Regions from separate parts of the Mus musculus genome. Here all the other regions are linked to region 1. The links are chromatin contacts, called in public Hi-C and promoter capture Hi-C maps. All regions are on one chromosome and are shown on one strand. Each heading gives the region's core, a stretch centred on a gene start, on an enhancer-like site or on the middle of the called end of the contact. The rest is flanking DNA. Distances are from core to core; before and after follow the strand shown.

The links. A called contact is a pair of places that touch in the nucleus more often than the background predicts. Capture Hi-C pulls out chosen DNA fragments and counts their contacts.
Region 2: a Hi-C map of olfactory sensory neurons shows a contact between it and region 1, with 2.1 times the contacts expected there. The contact joins two enhancer-like sites. A contact is called at or near these places in 4 of 39 promoter capture datasets (cranial neural crest, frontonasal cranial neural crest, maxillary cranial neural crest and 1 more), 7 of 484 Hi-C or Micro-C datasets (centroblasts, centrocytes, granulocyte-monocyte progenitors and 4 more) and 3 of 9 other capture datasets (adipose tissue, liver and pancreatic islet).
Region 3: a promoter capture Hi-C map of adipose tissue shows a contact between it and region 1. The contact joins two enhancer-like sites. A contact is called at or near these places in 2 of 15 datasets of contacts at CTCF or cohesin (large pre-B cells and pro-B cells), 15 of 484 Hi-C or Micro-C datasets (CD4 T cells, CD8 T cells, bone marrow-derived dendritic cells and 8 more), 5 of 115 datasets of contacts at active chromatin or transcription factors (Th17 cells, bone marrow-derived dendritic cells, cardiomyocytes and 2 more) and 3 of 9 other capture datasets (adipose tissue, liver and pancreatic islet).

The regions. Positions count from the first base shown.
Region 1 is chr5:65,277,445-65,281,853 of GRCm38.p6, forward strand. It overlaps Rfc1 (replication factor C (activator 1) 1), which reads right to left. Exons shown (of 25, transcript NM_001347357.1): 13 at 2,013-2,370; 14 at 1,267-1,379; 15 at 1-27. Among named protein-coding and RNA genes, the nearest start is that of Rfc1, 56 kb to the right of the region's middle. Within about 2 kb of position 2,022, at least 31 of the 459 cell types and tissues checked have an H3K27ac peak or open chromatin away from gene starts, as enhancers often do. A contact at or near this core is called in adipose tissue and olfactory sensory neurons, where this site is marked.
Region 2 is chr5:65,657,852-65,662,260 of GRCm38.p6, forward strand. Pds5a (PDS5 cohesin associated factor A) reads right to left here. Exons shown (of 33, transcript NM_001081321.3): 6 at 1,756-1,882; 7 at 496-576. It also overlaps the pseudogene Gm24399. Among named protein-coding and RNA genes, the nearest start is that of Pds5a, 38 kb to the right of the region's middle. Within about 2 kb of position 2,105, at least 1 of the 459 cell types and tissues checked has an H3K27ac peak or open chromatin away from gene starts, as enhancers often do. A contact at or near this core is called in olfactory sensory neurons, where this site is marked.
Region 3 is chr5:65,001,512-65,005,920 of GRCm38.p6, forward strand. It overlaps Fam114a1 (family with sequence similarity 114, member A1), which reads left to right. Exons shown (of 14, transcript NM_026667.3): 4 at 4,287-4,400. All of the region lies in intron 2 of Gm32374 (a long non-coding RNA gene), which reads right to left. Among named protein-coding and RNA genes, the nearest start is that of Gm32374, 16 kb to the right of the region's middle. Within about 2 kb of position 2,175, at least 37 of the 459 cell types and tissues checked have an H3K27ac peak or open chromatin away from gene starts, as enhancers often do. A contact at or near this core is called in adipose tissue, where this site is marked.

The DNA.
Region 1 (4,409 bases), core at 772-3,271:
TAGTTCCACATAACTGTAGCCCAATTCCTAGTCAAAATATTAAAAATCATTATTATAACAGTGCAAATGATCCTGGGCAGCAGCTGATTAAGGAACACAGAGGTTCCAAAAGTCACATTAAACATGAGTAAAAAATTAAGTATGATACCAAAAGGCCACAAATCTAATTCCCCACAGCATTAGAGATTCTTAAAACAACACATACACAGAGGAGTTTGGTTTTAAAACCACAGCTGGTAAGCTATGTATGGTGGCTCATGCCAGGGTATCAGACCACCTGCCTGTATCATAGTGGGTGTATTCAAATAACCCTTACTTAATAATGGCTGTCTTAGTTAGGGTTTCTATTGCTTTGATGAAACACCATGACTGAAAAGCAAGTTGGGGAGGAACGGGTTTATTTGGCTTACACTTCCATATCACTGTGGATCACTGAAGGAAGTCAGGACAGGGACACATACAGAGCAGAATCCTGGATTCAGGAGCTGATCCAGAGGCCATAGAGGGTCTGCTGTCTGTCCTGCTAAGCCTTTCTTATAGAACCCAGGACCATCAGCCCAGGGATGGCCCAACCCACAATGGGCTGGGCCCTCCCCCACTGATCACTAATTGAGAAAACGCCTTACAGCTGGATTTCACAGAGGTATTTCCTTACCTGAGGCTCCTTCCTTCTAAGGTCTGGCTTATGTCAAGTTTACACAAAACCAGCCAGTACCGTGGCCCTAGACAGTAAGAGGGGGAGGCAAGGAGGGTGCCAGGACACAGGAGGCAGACTAACTATATGAAGTGGCACTGCTGCAGGGCACGGTGCACAGGGCTCTGTACCACCTGCAGCCACGGCATCTCCTGAGCGCCTAGTAACACATCCTCCACCTATAAGGGAAAATGGATGTTTTTATAATAGCCAATTCAATAACAGGTTTAAGGTGGGGTTTGTTTTTTTTTTCTTTAATTTTCTTTAGATTTTTTTTAAAAAGACTTGTGTCCTGGAACTTACTATGTAGACTAGGCTGGCCTTGAATTAACCTCGAGATTCACCTGCTTCCTCAATGCTGGGATTATAGGCATGCACTACCACACCCAGCCAGAATAATAGCATTAAAAAAAAAAAAAAAAAGAAGTGACAAACACCACTAAAGCCAAAGAAAATTCTAAAGTTTGACTTTAGAAAAATATACACTGTAGATTAACACAGACACACACACACGCACACACACACACACACACACACACGAGCTGATCACTGCACTATGACAGGGCACCCACCTGACACACAAGAGAAGCTGTAGTGGTTTTGCCAACACCTGGAGGGCCAGACAGCAGAGCTGCCTTGAAACTGGAGCCATCATCTTTGCTGGCAAGTTTGCCAAACTTTGCTGCTAGGGAAGAGAAGTTCCAGAGCATTAACATGCACCATATTTCAGACACTCCAGATCAGAAGGAACCATTTATGAACTGCCCGAGAGCTTTGCAAAGCAGAGAGGAGAGTGCAGACCAAAAGCAAATGGCAATGTAATGAGGCTGTAGGTCACTGTGCCAGTGCTTACCTCAGCTTCTTCCAGTTTCCTTAAGGGCCCTGGGCATTCTCTCTCTCACAGGCCTTCAGACACTGGCACTGGTTGTTCCTCCAGCCCAATACCACACCCATCTCCCTTAGCCCAGCTGTCTGCTACCTGGACTCCAAGGTCGCTCCAGGGCTGAGCGCTCACACCCTCTTCCTTGACTACACACCAGCATCCCCAGAGCTAGCTCCCTGTACTTACCCTACAAAAGCACTTGGCACATGCATTTTAACAGCTGGCTCATAATCTCCCCACTCTCTGGGGGCCCCTGAAGGGCCTGCTTTGTTCACAGAAGCACCACCAGGGCCTAGAGCACTTGGGCACTCAACAAGCCTCGATAAATACTTGATGACAGGCAAATGAACCATGCATGAGCCTTTGGCCATGAATACAACTGAGCACTACATATGTTGACAGACACACAGAAAATGACTAAAGTTGTGAAATCACCATGTTTTTTCTCTTCAGGAGAACTCTTGTGCCAGTTTCTGAGCCAACGTAGTAATTTGTTGGCACAGCTCTGGTCACCCTGCTGTCCGATTATGTTCTTGAGTGAGGCGGGCTTGTACTTATCCACCCAGAGCAGACATTCCTCTTTGTTGCTACTGCGGTTGCCATGTGTCTCCTTGACATCCAGGCCCCTTGGGCACGTGCTTGCCTCCTTCTTCACTGCCTTCATAGGACTGTTCTTTAGGAGAGTCAGCTTGCACTTTTTAGACTCTGACTCCTTCTTGGCTGGACTAATTTTTCTTTTTCCTTGATCATTTTTTTGGGGTGTTCGCTCCAATTTGGACTTTTCTTTCTTCATCTGCAGGGGAAATCAAAAAGGCCTGATGAAACACAGAAGATTCCTGTCCTGCCACACACTCCCCAGAGGCAAACTGACACAGCCAAGTGACTGGGCTGCTGTCACAATGGGCTATCAGTGTCTGCAGTCACCATTTTCCAAACTTCACAAACATTAACAACACGCCCAGAAAGCCAATACAGTCATCATTTTTAAAATAAAGACAGGATCATGAGGTAAACAACTTGCTTTAAAGCTTCTTGACTACGTAAAACCAACGTCTCCTCTAAAACGCACATATACAACGTCACAGCAGTGCTGTGTTACATGGTGCACATGCGCATTACAGCCATAAAAGAAGAGCCCAAACATCCACTGGGGAACTCAGCATAAACAAAAAATGACTGAGATCCACCCAATGGAATATTATTTAACTATAAAAAGGAATGGATACTAATATATACAACTTGGTTCGCCTAGAAACCATTACAGAAAATAAAAGGGCTAAAACCAGAAAATTTTACTTATACAAAATGTCCAAAATAGGTAAATCCTTAGAACAGAGCATAGTGGCCACCAGGCAGAGGGTATGACAAGCGACTATCATTAAGTATAGGATTTCTTTTTGGAGGTAATGACAGAGTCTGGAATGAGATGCAGTAACTGGGTCAACAAGATGGCTCACTGGGTAAAGGCACTTGCCACCAAGCCTACTGACCTAACTTCAATCCTCAAAACCCTCACTGTGAAAGGACAGAACCAACTCAAGGAAGATGTCCTCTGACCTTCACATGTACCCAGACATAAATACATGTAGTCAATAATAAATAAATGTAATTTTTTAAATTGTATGTACATTGCTGTTCTGCCTCCATGTATGAGTAGGGTCCCTGGAGCTGGAGTCACAGACAGTGTCACTCAGTTGCCATGTGAGTGCTGCAAATTGAACCTGGGTTCCCTGAAAGAGGAGCCAATGCTCTTAACTGCTGAGCCACTTCTTTAGCCCCCTAAATAAATGTAATTTTTTAATTAAATACTAATGATCACTGCACAGGTATGAATTACATTTTTTAAAAAGCGAGTTTAAAAAAATGGAAATAATATCTTAATTTCTAAAACAGTTAAACGCCTTCCAGCAATGCTAGAACTTATTATAACTACCTAGTTAGGGCGGAGGTTTCTGGAGATATAAGGTAACTATCCACTCAGCAAAGCTATAAGCTACAGAGCAGAAAGTCTTCTCACTCACGGAGACCCGCAGACACGATCTCAACCAACTGATCAAGGTATATCATTATCGTGTGTGAGACACACTGAGCAGGACACAATATCGTGTTCTTCCCAAACTGGGTAACACAACCTAACTGTGAGAAACATCACACGATGCTATGACAGTCTACAAACAGCTAAGCAGAAGAAACTGAGGAAACAGAACCACCGTAGGCTGGAGGAGGCTGAAGCAGTGCAAGCCAATAGGACCCTGGAGCAGACAAAGGACAACAGGAACCAATGTGCCGTGAGGCGAAAACACACTGTATCACACTGCACTTGTTACAGCTCAACCATGGTTACAGAGCACACTTCATTCCTAGGACTTTTCTACTGGAATAATCTGGGTGGACAATCTAGTCACATTGGTGACACTCTAGGGACAAGAATCTTGGCATGCAGGCAGACAGTGGAATAAATGTGACAGCACTGGTAGATACAAACACAGACAATGGAAGAGTTCAGAAGTCCTGCCAACTTGGTAGACTAAGCCCATCCTGCCCACAGCCTAGCTATGCAAGCCAACACTTTCTTCTTCTCTTTCCTTTTCTTTTCTTTTCCCTTTCTTATACAGATTGGTTTCTGTTAATTGAAAAACTCCTAATAAAGTTTTCACTAAAGATGCTAAAGCCCAGCAGTAAAAACACTTCCTTCAGATACAAATTGGAAAGGAAGAAGTCAAAATATCATTATTTGCAGATGATATGATAGTATATATAAGTGATCCTAAAAATTCCACCAGAGAACTCCTAAACCTGATAAACAGCTTCACTGAAGTAGCTGGATATAAA
Region 2 (4,409 bases), core at 855-3,354, 380 kb after region 1:
AGCTATACCTATCAGTTTATCCACTTACCCCTAGCTCCCCCCCAACACATGCTCTGTTAAATTATATATATATTTATCAACATCTACTAAAGAAGAAACAGAGGTTTTCAGAAGAACAACCTAGAAGACACAAAGAGGAAAATGTATTCAGATAAGTAAGAGACAGGCAAATCTCTGAGGCCAGACTGTTAAGCCCCAGGTCATCCAGGGCTCTATACTGAGACCCCTTTTCAAAGGAGGGGCAAGAGACATAGACAAAGTCAAAGAGTTTTGAGTATTTGGAAGGTAACATGGCAAGCACAGATACAGGAGGAGGAGTGGGAAGATATTTAAAATGTTACACTGTATTGCTCCCATTTTGGTCGTATTCAAGTTCCATATTTTTCTGAATAAAACTGTTTAGGTAAGAAATATATCTGTGTGTGAATGATTCTAATGAATTCATATAATACCTCAAGAATCACAGCGTTATGAAATGTATACAGAAATACATACATTGGCAATACATGCTTCAATAGTCTGGACTGTCCTTTTCAGTAGGACTTTTGCAAGGTCGAAGGACTGTTTATTTAAGTTCTGAAAAACAAAAACAGGCAAAACTTCAAATGAATTGGTGATTGATGAGACAAAATCACTTGAACAGTAAGTATTCAAATCTACCAAAGTATGAAAGGAATTCCAGTCACGGTTTTACATAGAAGGTGCCAAAGGAACTCAACAAATTAAATACTACATTACATTAGACAGGAGCCAAGAGTCCAACCTATATAAAACAGATGTCAAGGTTTTTGAGTCTGTACGTTAACCACCATAAACTCACAACACACGTTATTCTAAATACACACTCTCTCCTAAACCCAATCCATCACACTCTAAATATTTCATTGTTTTATCAATGTGTGCTTGAAGAAATGTACTGGAGATGTCACTCAGTGGTATAGTTGATCAATTATGTAACGTTTATGAGGCCCTAGATTCAAATTCCTGAACCATGAATAGGAAGAGGTTGGGAAGGCCTTTAACTTTAACTGTATTTTTATGACTGTCCCAAGTTCTTTTGAGACAGGGTCATCACTAGGTAGTACTGGTGGGCCTCAAGGAGCTGCCTGTTTCCCAGGGGACTGTAGGAGAGGTGTGAGCCATCACACACACATTACTTGTTTCTGACATGAGAAATACTATGTTACCCTAAGTCCCAATGCACCATAACTTAACCAATTAAGACTATAACAAAGATGGTACCCACTGCATTTATTTAAATTTTAAAAACTTATTGAGAAAACTGTTTTCAAGAATACCTGTTAACACCTATGCTAACATAGATTCTACTAAATCTATAAAATAGATTCAGTCTTATTCATCTTATACCTCTCAAAAAGAAGCTAGAAACACTACACTTTTTTTGAGGCCAGTGGTGGTGAGCACTGGCTGCTTTTGCACTGAGTAGGACCTGTATTCCCAGCATTCACATAGTACCTCATAACTGTCTAACTCCATACCCTCTCCAGGCCCCCGTGGGCAATGCATACACACAGTTCACAGACATATATGTAAGTAAAACACCCACACACACTAAACAAACAAAGAGCTTTTAAATATTTTAATCAATGTGTCTTATAAAAATAATAGTTATAACACTAATGTGACTAATTCTACGGACAGAATAGGAATTACGATATAAAATTGTAAATGGACAAAACCAGTAACTGATTTCTTTAGGTAAGCTGATCTTTAATACGGTGATTCTATACAGACCTTGTGTGCAGGGATGAGGTTGATAAGAATGGAATCCAATAATTCTTGAGTAACTCCATCACCTTCCATGATGATAGAACTCATCAAGTCTAACATGTGCATTTGTACTTTCGTATTGTGGCTATTGCTAAAAAAGAAGAAAAGATTAAGGCAGATAAAAAAGACAAACTCCCCAGGGTTTTTTCTTCCATGTACCTGTTTGTTTACTGGTAACAAAGTCTTGTTATATAACCCAGGCTAATCTCCAACTCCTGTTGCACCCCCCACACCTCCTAAGTGCTGAGGTAACTGCTAAAGTGTCCAGTTTGAAGCACTAATCTTGGCACCTGAGGGCGGTCACCTCAGCACTCAGGAGACTGGGAGGGAAGAGTACATCATAGCTTAAGGACAGCTGAACTGATTAGGCGAGAGTCTCTCTAGGGGAGAGAATCAAGTTGGGAAATGCAGTTCACCGGCAGAACACTTGCCTAGCACATATGAAGCCCAAACCTCAATCACAGTCCAACATAAACAATCTCAAGTGTAAAAAGAGACTTACTGAAGGGATGGATCCCCGCTGACAAAGGCAGACATTTCAGCTGTCATATTTACCACCCCGCCACTCCCAAGGCACCTGAACCATGTTATTATCCAACAGAACAGACACCACCCTAATTTCTAATAAAGTATTCTCTACACCTCACTTACCTGTATATACTCACACACAATAAAAAAAGCACAATGTATAGCCTACAGAATATAACCTATATTCTACAGTATAAATACAGAGGCTTAAAACAAAATTGAAAGACTGAATATCTAAAGGGTTTTAAATGTTTTTCCTGAAATTTAAAAGATAAATAAATTAGACCCATCTAGCATTTAACGATGAAAACAGAAACTTTTATAAGTTGTGGGGAGGGGGGGGGGGTTGAGACTGTCACACAGTTTCTATAACTTAGAAATCAGTTCTTCCACATGTGCTCTCCAAATTACACATTTTACAAAATGTCATCTGTGAAGGCCTACTGGGTGCACAATTCTCAATGTGTATGTCTTGTGTGTGTGGCAGAGGAAATGAGTTGGAAGAATATAGGTATTTAGCTTGATACAAACAACGCAAAACAAAAGCCTGAGTGCTTGATTCTCAGATCCATATATCTGAAAAGAAAGAAACGGGTACAGGGAAGACACATGAAAGAGACCTTAAGCGCTCGCTTCCACAGCACAGAGAAGATTAGCATGGCCCCTGGGAAAGGATGACATACAAATTGGTGAAGCGTTCCATATTTAAAAGAAAGAAAGAAGGAAAGAAAGAAAGAAAGAAAGAAAGAAAGAAAGAAAGAAAGAAAGAAAGGAAGGAAGGAAGGAAGGAAGGAAGGAAGGAAGGAAGGAAGGAAGAGGTGAGAGAGACCTTAAAAAACTATTCCAGGCCAAGCTTGGTGATGCATGCCTTTAGTCTCCTGCTTGGGAGGCAGAAGTAGGCTTTAAAGTATAGAGTAAATTTTGTGTGAATAAGACAAAATTTTGTTTTATAGAAAGAACAAAATCGTGGGCAGAGGTGGAACACACCTATAATCCCAGCACTTGGGAAGCAGAGGCAGGCGGATTTCTGAGTTCGAATCCACCCTGGTCTACAGAGTGAGTTCCAGAACAGCCAGGATTATACAGAAAAACCCCGTCTCAACCCCTCCCCCCACAAAGAACAAATATATATATATATATATATATATATATATCAGTATTTTCAGATTGTTGAGGCTAGTAAAATAAATTTCAAAACGGAAGCCTATGAGATAGTGGTACAATACAAACAGTGGTTACAAATTGTTCACTTTAATTTATTTTTGGTATTTATGTGTTGGTCTATGTGTACAGTCATGTGTACAAATACTCATTTGAGCACTATTTAGGGTGTCGTTATGACTCACCAAGTAGGCTGTTTGGCTAGAGAACCCCAAATTCTGTCTGTCTTTATTTGGCCAGCATTGAAATTACTAGCATGTGCTACTGAGCGTAGCTTTTCTGTGGCCCAAACTCAGCTCTTCATGCTTGTGAAGCAACTGAATGACCTCCCCAACCACTGCTCCTGTAGGCCACATGGCAACGATGCTCCATCCATGAAGACACGGAGGCTACCTGACCATCCTTTATTCTGGGTTTACAACCTATACATCTACAAAAGCACTCTTTCATAAATAAGCAACCCCACAGAACCACGTGCTGAAAGGTTTCTCTTGGATATAATTAATAAAATCATCTGCTTCTTCCTACATGTCTTAATGTGGTGGAGAATTCAAAATTAATACAAGGCATTTGCATACAATATAATACCTTAAGACACATCTCATAGATGTCTGGTATAAACAATAAAACTACTAGATAGAAATCAGTTTGGCCTCTCCTAACCGCTAACTATATAGTGATCTTCTTCTACTAGTTTCTCTACTCTATGAAAAGCTGACTTAAGCAATATTTGTGACTTTAAGGAGTCAGGGATGTAGTTCAGTGGTAGAGCATTTGCCTAGTATCTAGCAACTATGAGTCCCTAGATTCCATCTCAACAGTTTCACAATACAATCATTACTTACATACAAGTATACATTCATACATGCATACATACCTAATTCCAAAAAAGCAATGTCAGCAAGTAAGGAGACTAATCTGTCCTGCTC
Region 3 (4,409 bases), core at 925-3,424, 280 kb before region 1:
AAAGACACAGAGTAAAACAGAGGTTATCAGGGCCTGGTAGGTAGAGGGAGGAGGCGCTACTGCCTAATGGGTACAAATGAGGTCTGGAAGTGGACATTAGCGGTGTGTCTGCTCCATGAAACTGTGTAGTGGAGCACTTAAGAGGATACATTTTATGTTATACCCATTTCCCTCAAAACGTATTAGGGGAAAATTCAGCCACGTAGATCAGAGAACCAATTGATGGTTTTGTCTGTTTTGTATGTACTGTTTTTAAAAGAAGGAAATATATTTAAAAGAAAGCAATTTAGATGGGAAGAGACCTCCTCATGACGTAGCTGCAGCCCTTGCCATTGGCAAATATGTCTAACAGAAAGCAGCCTTGGGCTACCCGATCATGCTGTCTAGAGCTACAGCTATTCCTCTTTACCACTGGTCGGAGACCCAGCCTCCACAAGTATGCTATTTCATCTCTCTCTCCCAATGGGCTGGGCCTTTGGATTTGATAGGATTCACAAGAAGAGGACTTAAGAAGAATATTGAACTGGGGTGTGGTATCACCCCATACCCCATGGTCCCAACCCAACCGCATCCCCACGTCTTCCAGTACAGGGAGTGATTCCGAACATCAACCCTGACCGTGCAAGGCATGACTGGGATACAAGAGCCAGAGTAAGGCCACACTTCGAACATGGACTTCACCTTGCTGTGTGGTCAAGGTGAGGCAACTCAAGTTCAGGTTAGCATAAGTCAAAGTGTTCTAAAGAAGAGCCTGACCAAGGATCTGACCTTCAAGGTTAGAAGGCATTCTCAACTATAAAACTTCCTCAGTATGTCAAAGGGATTATACATGTTGGTTCTGGCATCAGATGGACTGGATTTAAATCCTGCTTCCCGCTTACCAACTTTGGGACCTTTGGCAGATAACGTTCTTTTGATTGACCTCAGTTTTCTCAGTTATGGAAGGGGTATTACACATCTCTTAGCACAGTGTTATTAAGAAAAGTAGACACTTTAATACAGTGTCTGGGATGTCCTAAAGGTATAGAGGAGAGATTTTGGAAGGTCGATATTATAATTCTCATGGCAGAAAAAGCACAGAAGCAGAGACACGCGGACAAATTAGGTAACTAAGTTAACATCACACAGCTAAGAAATTGTGGGACCAATGTCCTTGGCGGATTTCAGTCTAGATTGCTTTCATTTAGCGTGTAAGCACAGGTAATTAAAAAGCCAGATGGCCATGGAATGTTTTTAGAGGACACTGTCCTGCAACATTCTTGGGACATTCTTGCCCTCTTGTCTTGATTTGGGTTTGCTGGGTTTTTTTTTGTTTGTTTGTTTGTTTGTTTGTGTTTTTTTTTGTTTTGTTTTGTTTTGTTTTGTTTTCTGGTTTGGCTTTCCAGCACTCACCTACTGCAGCCTGAAAACCAGACCCAGTCCCAGCCTCAGAGCCTTGGGATTCCGGAGCCTTCCATGTTTTAGAATATTTAGGGTTTGTGGTGGTGTGAAGTTATTTCACAAACGACACCAAGTAGTGTCACACACATTTGTTGTCTTTTTCTTGTTAGTAGAAACCTCTGGAAATGGAGTCATTAGTCAAAAATAAAAGTCCCAGTGGCTCTGTTATGATTTCCTTATCTGGGCACTAGATGTCACACTAAGTCAAGCTTTGGAAGTGGCTCAGCTAAGTAGGGTGTGGCAGTCTCTACCTATTTAAAAAAAAATCACAATATTTAGGTAAATATAACGCTTAAATTTGAATTTCTAGGAAAATTCAGAAAGTACTTTCTTTTACTTACAAAAAAACTTAGAATTGTTAATCAGAGAACAGATAGCACCATGGTGAAATGCCGGCTTAAACACATCTTAGCTGCATGCACATGAAAACTGTCTTCCATTCCGAAAACAAAGGGGTAGTTCTGGAGACAGTTTATGCACACTTGTCTGTGGTCATGTGGGAGGCTTGTTCTTTTTTTCCCTTTGCTGTTTTGTTTGAGACGGTATCTCATGTAGCCCAGGCAAGCCTTGGACTTGTTAGGTAGCTGAGGCTAGTCTCTTACCTTCCTCTGCTTTCCAAGTGCTGGGACTACAGACTGGCCAAGATGAGAAGCAGCTCTCCCAACAGAGAAACAGACAAGACTAACCTACTGTGGAGGAAGTCAAAGAGGGGGATGTAAGGCCCCGGAAGATTAAAGAGCTAATAATGAGTGTGAGCGCCGCTGAGCCCCAGAGCTGAGCAAGCTGTGCCTCCAGAGATCACTTATTCCCTGACTTTGGCTCTCAGAAATCTATAGCTGTGAATTATGCGTGGAGAATTCTGCAGTCTCCTTTTGGAAAGTCTGTGTGGATGTTGTTGTTGTTGTTTTTAAACTACCTTGAAGAATATGAAGCCAACGACTTAAGTGTTTGCTGAAATTTCGATGAGATTCCATTGAAATGTTTGGAATTCTTTGGAGGCTAGAAAGAATTAATTCGAGTCAGATTGAAAGCTTATAATTAAGTCTTCGGCTTAGCAGTTTGTTTTTTTTTTTTTTTCCGAGTAACTCAGTAATGAGTTTGAGCTGTGTTTAATTATCTGCATGAGTGTAGGCACATATTTCTATTGTAATTAAAGCTGTAAATCATGTTTCCTAAGTTTTCAGGGTTTGTAGGTAATATATGATGACAAATAGCTTTCGTTGGAAGAAGCCAGTAAATACCATTGCCTGTGTTGCTTTGATAAATCAGGTTAGAACTGAGAAATCGGCCTTCTGTGTGTATGTGGGGGTGCATGTGTGAGTATGTGCAGAGGCCAAAGGCTAACCTCGAAAGTCAAAGGGTATTCCTCAGGATTGTGTCTGCCTTGCCTTTTGAAACAGCATGGCTCACTTGGCCTGAAATTTACTGATTCAGTTACAACGGCTGGATGTCAAGCCCCAGGGATGTATCTGTCTCTATGTCCCCAGCTCTGAGGCTACAAACTCATGCCACCACACCTAGATTTCCACAGGGTTCTATGCATTGATATCAGATCCAAAATACTACTCTTTTGAGTATGTATGAGTCTCATCTGTGTCTTCCTCTAACTCAAGAGATGGATGAACAGTCATTTGAACAGTGTTTTGTAATTCTGACTGGTTCTAGTTGACTCTGGTGTCTTCCTTTGACTTGGTTACCACTGCCTCGTGTTTGAACAACCCAGGGTCCCAGGATGCGTGCTTCCTTTCTCCTTACATGCCACGGCAGGTAGCAGGCACCCAGATGGAGGGGGCACAGGCTGTTTTTCCTTCTAGAACTCCAGTAGCCATGAGGACCGCAGTGGTCTACCAGTGCTTTGATCCCTTCCTCCTGTCTAAGAAAGGCTTACCCCATCTTAGTGCAGGGTGTCAAGCTGTCTGTGGATGAAATAGAAGACTCTTTTCTATCAAGTCAAGGGTTGGTTTTTACCCAATGAGTGGGAAGGTCTGCTCTGTACTCCTTACCGAATCCCAACTGTGCCAGTGTCTTGGAAATAAAGACTGTCCCTTCTTGGAAATACAGGTGCTATTAGTCTGATGGAGTCCGTGACCTTCAGCCTACTTTGGACTGCTACTCCTTCCCAATTTCCCCACTGAGTGACCCTTTGATTTAGAGCTGTCAGCTCAAGACCTTTCATGGTGTACGTTTGAGGAACTGTAGTGTTATTTTTTTATTTGTTTGTTTGGAGGGCTTTGTTTTGTTTAGAGACACGATCTTGCTAAGTAGCCCACACTGACCTAGAATCTTATGCAGACTAGGCTAGACTCAAACTTGCCATCCTCCTGCCTCAGCCCCCTGAGTGTTAGGATTATATGCCACCATACATATAATCCTAGGAACATATTATACATAGGTTTATACATAGGAACGTATTGAAGGTCATCTGACTTCAATCCAGCCCATGTTAACTGAGCACCTGCCATGTGCTAGGACTTCAAAAAGCCAACAGCGACCACAAGAGAACGATTGATCAGCCATATGACACTTTAGAAAACAGGATGAAGACATGCCTTTCAAAGACGCTGACTTGAGTTTGGAGTTTCCCTGTTAAAAACAGCCACCATGGCAGAAGCCAAAAGGGGTCTGGGAACATAGTGAGGAAACTGAGTCACAAAAGAGAGTGGCTTTAAGGCCACTCAGCCTGACCATGCTGAGTTCATCTTTGGATCCTACCACAGGGAATCTGAACACATTGCTGCCATTCAGGGTAGAACCCCGCAGTCCAGATGGTCTTGTGAGATTAGTCTAGGGTCACAGACTGTGCAGATTGTAATGTCTCTGTGAACTATATATTTATGTCCTTGCAGGTCATGGATTAACAGCAGTCAAAGAAAAGGCAGGGGCAACCCTACGAATCCACAGTGCCAATTCTGCATCTCCCGAAGGGGCCCCAACTGATGCTGAAAACGGAATCTCTGGAAGTGAGTGGC